Linked DNA regions of Mus musculus: region 1 is linked to region 2. The links are chromatin contacts, called in public HiChIP or PLAC-seq maps. All regions are on one chromosome and are shown on one strand. The core of a region is the stretch at or near the end of the contact, and the rest is flanking DNA. Distances in the headings are between cores, read along the strand shown. Region 1 has its middle 27 kb from the start of 4933430I17Rik. Region 2 holds the start of Hdhd3 (haloacid dehalogenase-like hydrolase domain containing 3).

Region 1 (3,020 bases), core at 499-2,998, 50 kb before region 2:
ACTGGCTGTTCTTCCGGAGGTCCTGAGTTCGATTCTCAGCAACCACCTGGTGGCTCATTACCATCTTTAAAGGAATCTGATGCCCTCTTGTGGCATATGTACAAGCAGACAGAGTATTCATACATTAAAATTTAATTAATGAATTAAGAATTGCTGGGCCGTGGTGGTACACACTTTTAATTCCAGCACTCTGGAGGCAGAAGCAAGCAGATCTCTGTGAGTCTGAGGCCATCCTCCTGGGCTACTGAGTGAGTTCCAGGACAGCCAAAGATACACAGAGAAACTCTGTCTCGAAAAAAACCAATAAATAAATAAATAAATACATACATAATACTTTTTTAAAAGAATTAAATGCTGTCTCTTTACCAACTCTCTCAAAAAACAAAAAAAAACAAATACCAGTAGATAGATAGATAGATAGATAGATAGATAGATAGATAGATAGATAGATAGATAAATAGATAAACAGATAGATAACTTCACAACTTACTATGAGTCTTTGGTATCAAACCAGGGACACCACAAGAAAGTTACAGCCAGTAGGGTTATAGAGCATGATGACTCAAGTCTGTAATCCAACTGCACCAAAAGAAGAGGTGGGAGGATTATAAATTTCAGGCTGCCACACCAGCTCAAGCTACAGATTAAGATCCTGTCTTTAGAAAAGAAGGAGGAGGAGGAGAAGGGAGGAGGGAGAAGAAAAGAAGGAGGAGGAGGAGGAGAAGAAGGAGGAGGAGGAGGAGCAGGAGGAGAAGAAGAAGAAGAAGAAGAAGAAGAAGAAGAAGAAGAAGAAGAAGAAGAAGAAGAGAGGAAGAAAAAAAAAGAAGAAAAAAGAAAGACATGGACACAACTAGCTGTTGGGGCCCTAGAGTCGCTCAACAAACCACACAAACATCAATCTCAGTCAGACAGGGATGGTTTATTGAACGCACACCCTAATACTGACTAGATCATTAGACATAGCTCAGAATTATTCTGAACAGTGACAACAAACATTTCTCAGGGGAGGATTATAAGGAAAGAAAACCTGTAAAAACCACAATGAGCTCATATGCAGGCGCAGGAAGTGCTGCCCAGTGGTCAGCTCTGACTCAAGATATTTTAGACATGACAGTTCATATTGACCTTTAACTTGATGGGTCCTACATGAAGCTTTGTGGAATTTCTTAAGATTAACAAATCTTATATAGAACATACAGAACATAACAGGGCATGTGTTCAGCATGACCCTGCTCTGAGTCAAGCTATTTTCCTGTGCCAATGACTGACAGGCAGATTACAGCAACAATATGAAATAGCTGGTGGGCATGGAACAAAATGGCTGCAGCTATGCTGGGAGTCAGGGGGCAGAACTCAACACTAGCAAATTGAATAAACAACCAAAAATATATAACCATTAGAATAGAAAAACAAAAGGCATTTACAAATTCCAATGTCTTTTCACAGTTAACAAAATAATTCTCAGCAAGCTAAGGATAGAAGAAAAATTAATCTAGTATTGACTTCTATGAAAAGACCTATAGCTAACAATATACTTTATGGTAAAAGACTGCATCTTTTTCATCCTAAAATCAATAAGACAAGGATGTCTGCTTTCAGCACTTCTACTAACAGCATACTAGTTGGTATAGCTGAAGTAGTTAGACAAAGAAAATTATGAATCTCTCAAGATGCTCAGTGGGTAAGTGTGCAAACTGTTCTTGTGGAAAGCCCAGGTTCAGTTCCTAGAACCCACATCAGACAGCGGCTGACTTCAAAGCAGCTGAGACCATCTGTACAAGAGCTGCACAATCTTACCCCAGCTTTCTCTTCAACTTTATTAGTATTGTGTACGTGTGGTTTGTAAGCATGAGCGCAGGCAGGTGTGAGCCATCTCACGCATGTGACGGACAAAGGACAACAGAGTCAATTGAAGCAGTCGACATCCCAGCATAGAGAGAGAAGTCCCAACCCACAGTCGAGGTGTTATTGACAGTAGGGAGGAGAGTCGGGTTTTTTCAGTGTGTGGCCCCAGTAGGTTGATCATGTTCAGCAGACGGCTCTGCACCCTGAGTACACGGGCAGCACAAATTGAACTGGGGTGGGGGGACATGAATTTGGGAGGGGCATGGGAGGTAGATCTGGGAAAAGGTAGGGGAGGAATAGGATCCAGATCAAAATACACTGTGAGTATGAATGATATTCCCAAAGATTTAATAAAATCATGTAAGTGTTAAGCCAAGCAAGGGGCTAGAGTTGGCTTAGTAGTTTAAAACACTGTTCTTGCAGAGGACCCAAGTCCAATTCCCAGAAACCACATGGTGACTCATCATCGTCTATAACCCCAGTTCCAGGAGATCTGACACCCTCTTCTGGCTTCTACAGGCACCAGGTGTATACATGGTGTACATACATATATGCAGTCAAAACACCGGTACACAAAACCAGAAAGAGCAATCTGTTTTTTAAATGCTAAACGAGGATCATTATTGACAATTAAGGACAAACCCTGTCATGCCCCCACCCCCCCGGCCCCCCAGTCAAAGCACAGGATGCCATCTGTGGAATCTTTGTCAATGAGCCTGGATCAGCTTGGGCCTCCAGACCTCAGCGGCAGTTTTCAGAAAACAAGGCAGAGAAAGGAGTGAGACACTGCCACGGCGATGCACCCAGCAGCAAGCAGAACACAGAGAACTGCAAGCCTAGCCACCCATTTCTTTAACAAATGAATTCTAAGAAAGGAGAAAGAGAAAAGGAGGACCCACAAATTAAAGAAACAGAACATACTGAGCAGGTGCAACCTATGGACCCTGTGTGACTCATGTGTATTGCTGGTTTGTCTGCATGTATGTCTACACGAGGGTGCCAGGTACTCTAGAATGGGAGTTACAGACAGTTGTGAGCTGTGACGTGGGTGCTGAGAATCGAACCTGCGTCCTCTGAAAGAATATCCAGGGCTCTTGACTGCTGAGCCATCTCTTCAGCCTGCCTTGTTTGAATTCTATTGTGAAGGTATCAACTGGAAAAACAACAACAAGACT
Region 2 (3,101 bases), core at 478-2,977:
GCTAGATTCAGAATATCAAAGACCACCACCATCTTTCCTATGACATCCCAGGCTATTTATCTGTGTATTGTTCCTTGCTGCTGCTAACCTAGAGACAATAAAAAGTAGATTCTAGTGGCCCAACAGTTAGGTCAAGGTCATTGGCCCAGGTGAGCCAATCAATACACGCTGGCAAACCCTCTTTGGAGATGGGCAGCGTGCTGTGTAGTATGTGACCTGAAACAAAACCCTTAAGCACCTAGAAGTCTGTTTTCTCTCCTGAAAAGAATCTTCTTAAATGCTCAAAGAGGTTTTCTGTGTGATCTGACTTGATATCAACCATCTGTCACTGTGCCAACAGCACATGGAGAGACCTACCAAATGGCAGCTGACATTGATTATCTTGGAAATCTACTTAAAGCTAGCCTGGATTCTAGCTTTACTAAGTTACTCGTGTCTAGTCTCCAGGGTGGCAGAGTTGGAATCAGAACCTACAGGCTTAGGTTTGAGGTGACCCTGAAAAGAGATACAGTCAGGGATTCCAGGATTCTCTGAAGAACAGGTGGGCCTCTGATGTCCTGGCTATCCTTTCTACCTCCATTTCTGAGGAGCAAGCTTGTTCGGCAAAACCAGTCTGGCAGGTGAGCTGACTGCTCTGTGACTTTGCACTTTGCTTTCTGAGGCCCAGGGAGAGGGAGTTGAGTCCATCTAAAGTCCACAGAGCCAGGAGATAACAGAAGATGTTTTAAGAGGGTACCTGTGGGGGAGGGGAAGAAAAGAGCAGAGGGAAGCCCTCCTGCCCCTGCCCCCCAGCCAATTCCTTGGCAGCACTTACAGCTCATTTCCGTTATGAACTTGGTTTTTGCCTGATCCTCCCATGTTCGCGTAGGCAGGAAACTGACATTTTCCTGCTCTATCCACGCGTCAGACACAGAATACAGGTGCTTACTTGGCACCTCACGAATCAACTAGGTTGAGAGGAAAGCTTTGCTTTTTTGCTTTCAACGGTACTTTTGAATATAAACGTGTATTTCAGTTATGAAAACCGCATTTAAAGGGAAACTCTTCTTTCCTTTAAATGTTTGTTTGTTTTTTGTTTTTTGTTTTTTTACAGAGAGAAACTAGGTTAGACAGACACGGCGGTGGCACGCCCATTATCCCAGCACTTGGGAGGCTGAGGCAGGAAGATGCTCAGGACCCGTTTGCCTGCATAGTGAGACCCTATCTTAAAACCAAGTGTCTAGGTTATTGCAGTCAACAAACTGTGTGTGTGAGACAAGAAGTTCCCTTCTAGAACCAACTGGGGTCTCTCAGAACAGAAAGGGACAGAGCCTTGCTGGAGTCCTCACTGCGTTTGGGGAGCCGGCCTGAGCCCTAACCCCACTCCCCGCCATTGCCATTCCCAAGTTAGTCTAGGTCCCCTAAGTGTCTCCATCCCACGGAGGCGGGGGCCGGGGGATAGAGATGAGAAGCAAAGAGAACACCTGGGTTGTGATAATGAGTATAAGGGCAGTGGGGAGGAACGTGATGAGGGGTGAGACAGTGACCTTAAGAAGCCAGGGGACGGTGAGAGGGCGTGAGACAGGGAGCAGGGAAGCTACGGGGTAACCTAAGGGACAAGAGGCCCAAGACTCAGCGTGGCGAGTGACGGGCGCGAGGGAGGAGCTTGGTGACGCCTAGAGTGGGGCGGGGCGAGAATCAATGGCAAGTCCGAGGGTCGCGAGCTACTGATCGCCTACATAGAGCCGGTGGAGCAGCCGCTGCGTCTCAGGTCTCTTTTCCCGAGCCAGGTGGGTGCGGAGGCCCGGGGCTGGGTGGAGGGTGCTAAACCGTGGGAATCCGTGCAGTCGAGCTGGGGACGCTGGAGGCCAGCCAGCAGTGGACTTGGCCCCGGAGGCTCCAGTCTCGCGTCCCGCTGCTTTTAGGGTAGTCAGTCCTGCAGCGGAGCCCCAGCCCCGCTATGACTTTTGTCCTGAGACATCCAGAGGACTTTCGGAACCAGTCTGGTTCCTGGCTGGGCCTCAGCCTACCTACCTGCTCGATGAGAGCCCTTTTAAAGTTGTCTCACTATTTCGAGCTGACTTAAATCTCTTCTTTGTCACATTTCTTTACGCGCCCCGCCCCCACACCCCTCCTCACCTCTGTTTTGTTTGGCTGCATTCTGAATGAACCCCGGACCCCACAGATTGAAAGACACAGCTAAGCAGTCCCCTCTGTCTGGAGACAAACCTGCAATCAGTCTCTGACTCCAGGCAGAGAACTGACAGTTGGGTATTTGGCACTAATAACTCCAGGGAGAACTTGCAGCTCAGAGCCAAGTTGGAACGGACTGTCTTCTGTCCCACTCTTCCCAGGCTCAACATAATCCAACTTTTAAAAGAATATAAACATGGGTAAGCAAAGGCAGCCCTGGCTAGAGTCTGGACATTTGGGTTCTAATCCAGGCTGTTGGCAGGTTCACAGCCCCTCTCTGGTTCCACCAGCTCCTCACCAGTTATGTTGTTGGTCAGAGTCTCCAGGAACCTTTCTCTTTTTTGACATTACTAGTAATTTTTTTAAATGAAGCCAAGTTGGAAATTTTATTAATAACATTTTAATGCAGGATTAAGCATGAGGGTTAGGGGGGAAAGAAGGACTCTGAGGAAAGTCAAGCATACTCAAATATAAATATGGGTTTCTTAAACAAGGGCACCATTTTCTAATAATTGTAAAAGGGTCATGGGCTGGAGAGATGGCCCAGAAGTTAATAGCACTGCTGTTCTTCCAGAGGACCCAGGTTCGATTCCCAGCACCCATGTGACAGCTCACAAATGTCTGAAATTCCAGTTCCAGGGCATTTGACACCTTCTTCTGGCTTCACAGGCACCAGGCGTGACGGAGGTGCACTTATATACATGGAGGCAAAACCACATACAGATAATGGCAGGCATAACTGCTTCCTGACTTTGACCTACAGGGCTATGCACCTGAGCTCAGCTCTGCCCAGAGCACTAGACTTTGCCCAGCCTCAAGGAAGTTTATATATATTTTTTCTGTATGTTCTTTCCTCGGGATTCCTCAACCTGCTAAGGAAATTCCCTGAGTTCAAAGACTGACTTTGGTTCCAGATTTATAGCCTCATG

Evidence for each region. HiChIP or PLAC-seq counts read pairs in DNA pulled down with a chosen protein or histone mark.
Region 1: a CTCF HiChIP or PLAC-seq map of CD8 T cells shows a contact between it and region 2, with 6 read pairs. The contact joins the enhancer-like site here to the promoter of Hdhd3 in region 2. A contact is called at or near these places in 5 of 39 promoter capture datasets (the C10 cell line, cranial neural crest, embryonic stem cells and 2 more), 1 of 15 datasets of contacts at CTCF or cohesin (CD8 T cells), 3 of 484 Hi-C or Micro-C datasets (CD4 T cells, Sertoli cells and palatal mesenchyme), 4 of 115 datasets of contacts at active chromatin or transcription factors (CD8 T cells, the SCID.adh cell line, effector CD8 T cells and 1 more) and 2 of 9 other capture datasets (adipose tissue and liver).

The regions. Positions count from the first base shown.
Region 1 is chr4:62,550,914-62,553,933 of GRCm38.p6, reverse strand. It overlaps a transcript of 4933430I17Rik not described here. Among named protein-coding and RNA genes, the nearest start is that of 4933430I17Rik, 27 kb to the right of the region's middle. Within about 2 kb of position 1,748, at least 22 of the 459 cell types and tissues checked have an H3K27ac peak or open chromatin away from gene starts, as enhancers often do. A contact at or near this core is called in CD8 T cells, the SCID.adh cell line and effector CD8 T cells, where this site is marked.
Region 2 is chr4:62,500,826-62,503,926 of GRCm38.p6, reverse strand. Hdhd3 (haloacid dehalogenase-like hydrolase domain containing 3) reads left to right here and starts at 1,727. Exons shown (of 2, transcript NM_024257.1): 1 at 1,727-1,769.